Regions from separate parts of the Triticum aestivum genome. Here region 2 is linked to region 1. A link is a contact called in public Hi-C data. All regions are on one chromosome and are shown on one strand. Each heading gives the region's core, a stretch centred on a gene start, on an enhancer-like site or on the middle of the called end of the contact. The rest is flanking DNA. Distances are from core to core; before and after follow the strand shown.

Region 1 (4,417 bases), core at 1,191-3,690:
TTCTTTGATCTCTGGAATATACTTTGCGTGTCGGTACTTCTGTTCAGCAAAGACAGGCAAACTATAAGTAACAATGAAAAGAAGAAGACATGTTTGCTTTCATTTTCAGTGAAGCGGGAAAATAACCCTGAAGTAGTACCTGCAAATGACTCTTTACATGGTAGATGGTCAGGCCTTCCACTTTCATAAGCTTCAGAACGCCCTTGGGAGTTGCTTCTGAAATAACAGATGTTGAAGTGAACTATTTAGAGTGGAAAACAGAAAATTTTATAAATACATTTGGGAAATGAAAGCAGAGCAGCCATCTTACTGTCAGGCCCTTCGAGCTTGTTCACTGCCTCTACGAAACGCTCGTGGAGCTCCAGTGTCCACCTCAATCTTGACTTGTTAGCTGCTGCAGATCCAGAAGATGACCGCGACGAGCTAAGCGGCAGTTTAGCCGGAGATCCTGGATTCTGCAGGATCTGGTTGGAGCAGGATGAGACCGGAAGCGACGACATTTGAGGCGGCGGCGTGTCGTATATGTCCTGAACAACAGCATATCAGATGAAGAAGAATACTAGGAGTGAGTTTCAGAGATGCTGCAGAAGTTCAGTGGAGAGCTTTTCACCCTCACACTGCAATAAATAAAAATGCACCAAATGGCAATGGGCTCACATCTAATTGGGGGCTCTCCTCATTATCGGTGATGGCGATCCCTAGCTGCTCAGACAAGAACTGGAACTCCATCTGCTCGGCCTCGGCGAAAGCAAACGCTTGGTTTTCACCATGGAAGCTGCCATCAGAAGCATCTCCAGCAGAAAGATTGAGGAAGTCTTTTATGTCATCTGCCTGTTCAGCCTCGTCATGAACATTGCCTGTGTCACCACTGAGCTGCAGGGAGGAGGTTGATGACTGCCCTGGGAGAACCTGCTGCTCATACTTGGGAGGGTGAGGCAGGAAAGGCAGAGCACCCATTCGCCGGCAAGGCGCCGAGTTTGTCAAAGATGATGAGAATAAACTTGTGCAGAACGTTGAAGAGTTTGAGGCCATGGGCTCTGAAAAATTGGGGTGCGAGACATGAGACAATGGACTTTCAGGATCAGGCTCAGGGCTTCTTCTCTGAAGGTTAAATGGCAGGCTGCTTCTTCCCAGGCTCGACGTTCGGATCAGCTCGGTCTTGATGTCTGATGACTGACTGGTGGATGACAGATTATCATCCAACAGCCCAAGGTGGTCCAGTTTAGAGTCCAGCAGCTTATGAACTGAAGACTGTGTGGATCCACAAGCATAAGAATGCGTGGTTTTGTCCGGCGTGGCGATTGGCTTCACGGCAACAACACCATGGGAGCTCATGCTGCTTCAGTTGATTAGTGAGTGGCCTGATAATACACTGCTGAAGACACAAGAATTGATGACTGTTAGTACTTACCCAAACAAACAGTTCATTCAGAGTTTAAATGCAATTCAGAAAATGTATATACTGAAGCTTCTCGGGAAGAATTTTGTGTGCATGCAGAAGGAGCTTGTTTATGACCACAGAATGCATTTTATGCTTGAGCTACCATTAATTCACACAATGTCATGACTTCTGGGCAAGTGATGTAATTTGTGATGTAGCAACAGGATTAGATCTGAATGAGTAGTGGTGATTAGCACCGTTACTGCACACAGCACACACAGCACAGGCGCCAAATTCAGAGCATTAGAGGTCAAAAGGGATAAAAACAATAGCAGGCAGTTCGACACTTCTTGATGCTCCATTTGGGGCAAATAAAATCCACCTTTCATCGAAATAAGCAGGCAGTTCGATATGGTATAAAGACAAATTGCTGTTGTTTACCACAGCTCGTGAGAAATCCTGTCAGCGCTGAGAGAGGATAAACGGGAACAGAAATCTGAAAGAGGACAAAGGGGAACATCGACCGGAAATGGGAAAAACAAAAGGCAAACCAAATCAGGAAGCGAGCTTTATCCCCCCTTTCAAATCACATATTCCAGCACTAACCAACAGAATAGTTAAACCTAAAAAACCATTAGAAGAATGGTTAAATCTCGCCAGAACAACGCAAAGAACCATGGCTCCTACTGTAGATTGGAGCCGGGGAACCAATGAGATAAAATGCATGAGGGATCTGTGTAACCTCAGGCAGCCTCACCTGGATAGCCAGAGAAGAAGATGGACAGCAGAGCGAGGAGGAGATTCAGAATCTGCGAGATGGGTTGTACGGCTAATCTGATTCAGCCTCCACTCTCTTCTCTTCTCTTACCCAACAGCAGCTCCCTCCTCCCTAGAGGCTAGAGCTCTCTCTGGAGAGAGAGAGAGTCAGAGAGGCCTAAGAAAAAGTCCTATCTATCTCTCTCCCTGGAAATCATTGGTGTTTGGTGACTATACTGCACCTTTTCTTGTACTACTCCAACTCTATTCTGGTTGGCTGCTTTGCTTCGGTCTCTCAGATGGCCTGTTTAAATTTCCAGATTGCCTATGAGTAAATGTGTAGCCTTTCTTGTCCTATTTTTGTATATGTGTTTTGATTATTCATGATTTTCTGACGATGTTAGCTAAAATACGCTCCCTGTCAGCGCTTTTTTTTCTTTTTGATAAAACATTGGTAACTGGTGAGTGCAACCAATTATATAATAGAAAAAACGGGAGATTGTTAAGAGCAAAAGGCATCGCATATTGCTAAGAGTAAGATGGATGGAGCAAGCGACCATGACTTCAAATTAAACTAGTACTGATAGTGTGTCTGACATAAGCATAGGGCTAATCAACCAGCGACAATAGAAAAAGTGTGAGATGCATGGAATCTGGGGCAACCTCTGATGCAATCGAGAGGGCAAGCGACATTGGCCACCCAGGAATCGGATTATATTATCAATCAAAACAACACAATGAGTGCTCCGGAAGAATCATGGTTAGCAGCTCGGCCCGGCCGGGCCCGGCTGTCATGCTCAGGCCAAGGCTAAAAAAAATGATGGAGCAAGAGGATGGTGTGTAAGTGCAAAGTCTGGCTCGAAAACGATGGCGATTTTGTTTAGCTTCATTCAGTGGTTAGTGCGACACATCTTGGAAAACAGAGTGGATAATAAGCGGGGCCGATCGGTGTCAGTTAAGGAGTAGAATAAGTGGCAAGTGGCAACTAGGTTTGTGTAGACCTAGGATGATCCCGAGGTGCTTGGTGAGGGAAGCAAAGCGGACAAATTAAGCTAAACATGTAGTCACAAATCCCATCATTTTGTCTGTATGAGAAAACGGAAATGCTAATTGATCTTATAATTAGTAACTGCAACTTGTGTGAGCTCAGCCATGACTGTGACTCTGTTAGTGTGGTCTGGTTGGATCAATAATTGTAACGTGGTCAAGTGGCCACTCAAAATAAACAGAGAGGGGCTAATTAGTTAGAGCAACTCCAACGAGGCGACCCATTTTGTCCGTCTGCGTTCGTTTAAGTCGGCATGGACAAAAGTGGGGGCCCAACACGCCGACCAAAACCCAAATTACGTCCGCTTCGTGTCCGGGCCGACGCATTTGCGACTAAAATTTACGCCACAAATGCATCGGCGCGGACGCGGAACGGACGTCACGCGCGCCTTCTCGGCGTTCGCCGCGTCCCCACCTAGCGACCGTCCAACTACTCGCTGCTCACGTGATCAGCTTAATTTATGACCACGGGCACATGCGTCAGCGATGGCGGTCGTCCTTTTTTAAGTCGATCGTGCGGCGGGGCCATCCTCATCCAAACTCGCCGTTCACATCTAGCCAGCTCTGCTCCCCCGTCGCCGGCAAACCCTAGCCACCACCACCACAGCGAGATGGGGCTCTTCTCCGACGCCGGCAGTAGCAAGGCCCCCGCCGTCCCTTTCCCCTCGAAGTTCCTCCCGCCTCTGCCAGCACCGGCTCGCCGGCAGAGGCAGCGCGTGAACGTGCCAGTGCCCCAGGAGGAGTGGCACTGGCAGCACCACGTGCCTCTGCCGTACCCCGACGTCACCCTGCTGCACAACTGGCACCTGGATCCAGAGAGGATCCCAGTGCCGGCGGCGCCGCGGTCGGCTAGGGCGCACGCGGAGGAGGTGCGGCGCCGGCAGGCGCTGTTGACGCCGGAGCAGCGCCGCGACGCCACCTATGCCTTCGACTCGTCGAACTGGAAGAGGTGGTTCGCCTTCGAGCACGAGGAGGAGAGGCGTCGCGGCGTGCGCGAGGTCGACTGCAGCCTGCCGCCGCCCCGCTCGTCGTCCGCAAGGAGGACCAGGCGGCCCTTGCGGCGGTCTACCGCAAGAGCGAGGAGGACGAGCGGCGCAGGATGGAGGCTGTCGGTGTCAAAACCGGCGGATCTCGGGTAGGGGATCCCGAACTGTGCGTCTAAGGCTGATGGTAACAGGAGGCGGGGGACACAGTGTTTACCCAGGTTCGGGCCCTCTCGATGGAGGTAATACC
Region 2 (4,417 bases), core at 853-3,352, 150 kb after region 1:
AAATCAGTCAAGCTCAAGGATCACACCGGAATGTGGCGTGATAACCGTTCTTCACACTCAATGTGACTCTGTAACAACACTTATTTTTGGAATATATCCATGCGGGAAGTATTTCCCTTGACAGTTTCTTAAAATAAATCCTTAGGCTGGACAAGAATCATTGTTTTTTTCACACTTAGGAATGACATCGGATTTTCTCAAGCGTGAAGCACGGGGTAGCAACCAAACTAGTCCATAAAGGAGAGGTGTTGGAAGAACCTCGATTGGATTGGTTGCATCCGGGTTTTGGTTACCGGATGAAATACTGTGGTTACCACCTGGCAATCAGAATTACCTATCCCCTCTAGTGGATGAATTTACTAGTTGAAAGCCCCTGTGTTCAGAGTAAATAACTAAAGTACTTTGGAGGTGGTGGCATCGAATCTCATTGCCAGAACATTTTTTTGTCAATTTTTAGTTACGCATGAATTTTGTCAATTTTTCAATACAGCATGAATAAAAGGAGGACATCCTCACAAGGATGATTTAAAGAGAAGACTATTGAATTCATGCTCCAATCAACTCATCCAAAAATCTGAACTGTTGAAGGGAGGCGGGCAATATATTTCAACACAGACTCCATGCCAAAGGAGATAGGGCTCCAACCAGTTGACTAGGGCTGACACGATGTATGTTGTGTGGTTCTTAAGCTTGTTACTATCAACACAAGTAAATAAATTCAAATTTTATTTGATTTTTTTATGAAACCTCAAAAGGTTCAATCCATTAAGAAACCAAAAGAGATTTTTTTCCAACTATTTACAGAAAAATAAGCGAAAACATTTAACATGCCCAGAAGATAGGTCACCACTGAAGGTGAGGAGAGCAACATACAAAGATCACAGACCGTTGCAGGAAAATAACATAGAAAAAAGACAAAAATGCTAAATCCACATATGGTCAAAAAAGATTTACGAAGACTTCCAAAATTACTAAAAAAAGAGGAGCGCAGCTTGCAAATGCCTAACTCTTCAAACACGATAGAAGCCGTTGACCAAGGCAAAGGTGAATGTTGACTTGGGGGCAACAAAGAGCATAGCACCCAAAGGAGCCATTGCTTGCTTTGAACGAAGGCGAACCTTGCCATGGTACCATTCTTTCAACACCAAAGAGGCTTCCCTACCCTCTCACCCTATCTTGAAAAGCATCGGCCCCCCGAACAAAAGAAAGCTCACATGGAGCACACATGGTCACTAGAAACTAGACCACCAAGAAGAAGAGACGCTTTGCCCGATCATCGTTGCCAGCCACACCATGTCGAAAACAGCACCGCCGTCACCATCCACGGACTACACCCCCAACAACCCGCTGAAAGGGACATGCTCTAGACAATGCCTCCAAGGAGTGAAGATGCTACGGTGCCTCCGCTCCCCGGTAGGACAAGCCGGCCAATGGTTTTCACCCAGAGCCAAAGGTGAAGGATGACAACCCACAGTGACACCTCCAGGGAGGGGAAAGGACACTCAAGAGCATCATAGGCACCAACATCGTCAGGCTGAGTTAGAATCGGCCACTAACCGCACAAAGTCCACCGGTCACCCTCTGATCGAGATTACATGTCATCGTAATTACCTTTTTCCGAGTGAGCGACTCCAACTTCACTAGGCCAACAAAGAAATTGAATCATTGGGTTGCATCTATATTTGTGCGAAAATGTATACCTACGCATAACTTACTATACAGTCTTGCTAAGTCTCAGTCGACTGAGACTTCGCTAAATCTCAGTCGATGTTATATCCATAAGATTTTACATTAAGATCCATGAAAAAATTTCTTTTTAATTTTTTTTCTTTTGTATGTTATGTCACTTGACCAAGACTTGGTTAAATTTCAGCCAATTGAGACCTATCCATACCCCTTACTAAATTCTTACGTAACATTCCTATAATCTCTTTCCAGCCCCTGATTTCAACTGTGGGCCCCCCTCTCCCTGATTACATCCAATCAAAATAGCCCACCTGATGCTTTAGGTATTGTTAATAGCACGTTGCGTTGTCACGCCATTGTCTCCGTGGACGCTTTGCTTCATTCACTCACGCCCCCGCCATTGTCGTTGGCGCTATGGCCCGAAACAACAGACGTACGCGTGCCAAATTAAGGCAGCCCCAAAGGACCGTGCCCTCCGACCATTCCTCCCGTCACCTCTGTCCTCCCCTCCACATCTCTCCCGGCGCGTGGTCGGTCGGGGGCTGCCATTGGCCTCCGCCGCCACCGCCCGGACCTCGTACGTCGGCCGATCACCCGATCAACTAACCAGCCTGCAGACCCCTAAGCACGCACGTCGTACGTCTCCCCATCTCCGAAAATGCACCGGTGGCTCATCGGCAGCTGCGGCGACATGCGCCCGCCCCGCCGCCGCATCCAGGAACCGCAAGTCCAAGGTACCAGCTGCATGCGCCGCTCACGTTCTCGGATCTTAGATTGCTCCGGCGTACGTGCACCATGCATGCATGCGTGCGCGCGCACGCTCTAGAGAGTGACATTTTGGAATTCCTTCGTGTAGAGGAGCCTCGGCCGCGTCGGTGCACGTCGTCGCCGCCGAAGCTGAGAAAGACGAGCTCGGAGCCGATTATGCTCTCCCTGCCCAAGGACCTGGCGGAGTTTCGGGCGATGTCGGTGTACGGGAACCTCAAGCTCTTCACGTACGACCAGCTCAGGCGGGCCACCGGCGACTTCAGCCCCACGCAGATCATTGGCGAGGGCGGCTTCGGCGTCGTCTACAAGGGGGTCATTGGCGCTGTGGTGGTCGCCGTCAAGCGGCTCAACCCGGACGGCATTCAGGGCGACCGCGAGTGGCTGGTCAGTTTCTATCGAAATGTATAATCCACTATCACCAATTCACTCTTTATGGAAAAAACTATCACCAATTCACCATGGCACATTGAATCTTTACGAAACCAAAACACGGGAAGTTGCAAAACAAAAATCTGCTTGGAAGAAAGTGAGTTTCCGTGTAAGATACAAAGGGATTTTTAGTCAGGTTCAGAGATCTTGTGTGCATGCAGACCGAGGTGAGTTGCCTGGGGCAGTACAGCCACCCGAACCTGGTGGAGCTCATCGGCTACTGCTGCGACGACGACCACCGGCTGCTGGTGTACGAGTTCATGGCCAAGGGCAGCCTCGAGAACCACCTCTTCCGACGTACGCACACCCACACCAACGATCCCACCCACTTCTTACATACTGCATGCTGAACATCTGTTTCATCACCATCATCGGATGCACCAGGCGCGTGCACCCTGTCATGGACAACCCGGGTGAGGATCGCGCTGGACGTGGCGAGGGGGCTGGCGTTCCTCCACGGCGCGGCGCGGCCCATCATCTACCGCGACTTCAAAACCTCCAACATCCTCCTCGACGCCGACTTCGGCGCGAAGCTGTCAGACTTCGGGCTGGCCAAGGAGGGGCCGGTGGGCGGGAAGACGCACGTGTCCACCCGGGTGATGGGCACCTACGGCTACGCGGCGCCGGAGTACATGGCGACGGGGCACCTCACGGCGATGAGCGACGTGTACGGCTTCGGCGTTGTGCTGCTGGAGATGCTGGTGGGGCAGCGCGCGCTGGAGCCGAGCCGGGCGGGGAGGGCGGGCAACCTGGTGGACTGGGCGCGCCCGATCCTCATCCGGGGCAGCAAGCTGGAGAAGATCGTGGACGCCCGGATGGCGCAGCAGGGCGCCTACTCGGCGCGCGCGCTGGAGCGGGTGGCGCGGCTGGCGTACGACTGCCTCAGCCAGAACCCCAAGGTGCGGCCCGCCATGAGCCGGGTCGTGCTCGTGCTCGAGGCCGCGCTCGCCATGCCGCCGGAGGAGGAGGGCGACGGCGATGGAGGCCGTGGCGGCGGCGACGCCTCCCCGACTCCGGCCCGGTGATCGATGTGATGTACGCGATGTTGTGTATGTAGGTTTTTGTTTTGGTAACTGCGAGAGGATAGGTCTGTGTGTGTGTGTGTAAATTTAAATGCGGAGAGAAAGCGCGGTTGTGGACAAACTACTCAAATCGTTTTTTGTTCAAAAATAAAATGTGCTCGTGATGGATACGGGAAAAAAAATCGTTTTTTGTTCAAAAATAAAATGTGTTCGTGATGGATACGGGGAAAAAAAGCACTGTGTGGCTGCTGGGATTCGAGCCCAGGTCTCCACGGCCACAACGTGAAATTCTCACCACTAAACTACAGCCACATTGATGGACAGAAACCGTTACTACGCTTAATATACCATAGAAACCAGAGGACGCAGTACGGAACCTACTGTCTCGTTTCTTCCTGGGAAATTGACAGTGACATTGTGATCTATATTACGTGGACTCATGTTACACATTGCTCGGCCCTGAACACCAGCGCCTTTTCGATCTGAAACAGCTTCCCACTCACTCTACATGG

Evidence for each region. Hi-C and Micro-C count contacts between places; a contact is called where the count stands out from the background.
Region 2: a contact with region 1 is called in a Hi-C map of leaf, with 4 times the contacts expected there. The contact joins the promoter of LOC123152665 here to the promoter of LOC123148608 in region 1. A contact is called at or near these places in 2 of 5 Hi-C or Micro-C datasets (both in leaf).

What each region holds. Positions count from the first base shown.
Region 1 is chr7A:611,932,503-611,936,919 of IWGSC CS RefSeq v2.1, forward strand. It overlaps LOC123148608 (protein PHOSPHATE STARVATION RESPONSE 3), which reads right to left and starts at 2,441. Exons shown (of 8, transcript XM_044568075.1): 1 at 2,139-2,441; 2 at 658-1,375; 3 at 311-527; 4 at 140-216; 5 at 1-39. The coding sequence starts at 1,335.
Region 2 is chr7A:612,082,991-612,087,407 of IWGSC CS RefSeq v2.1, forward strand. It overlaps LOC123152665 (probable serine/threonine-protein kinase PBL17), which reads left to right and starts at 2,103. Exons shown (of 4, transcript XM_044572159.1): 1 at 2,103-2,420; 2 at 2,543-2,838; 3 at 3,045-3,180; 4 at 3,268-4,029. The coding sequence starts at 2,345. The coding sequence ends at 3,908. It overlaps TRNAH-GUG (transfer RNA histidin (anticodon GUG)), which reads right to left and starts at 4,217; the gene lies at 4,146-4,217.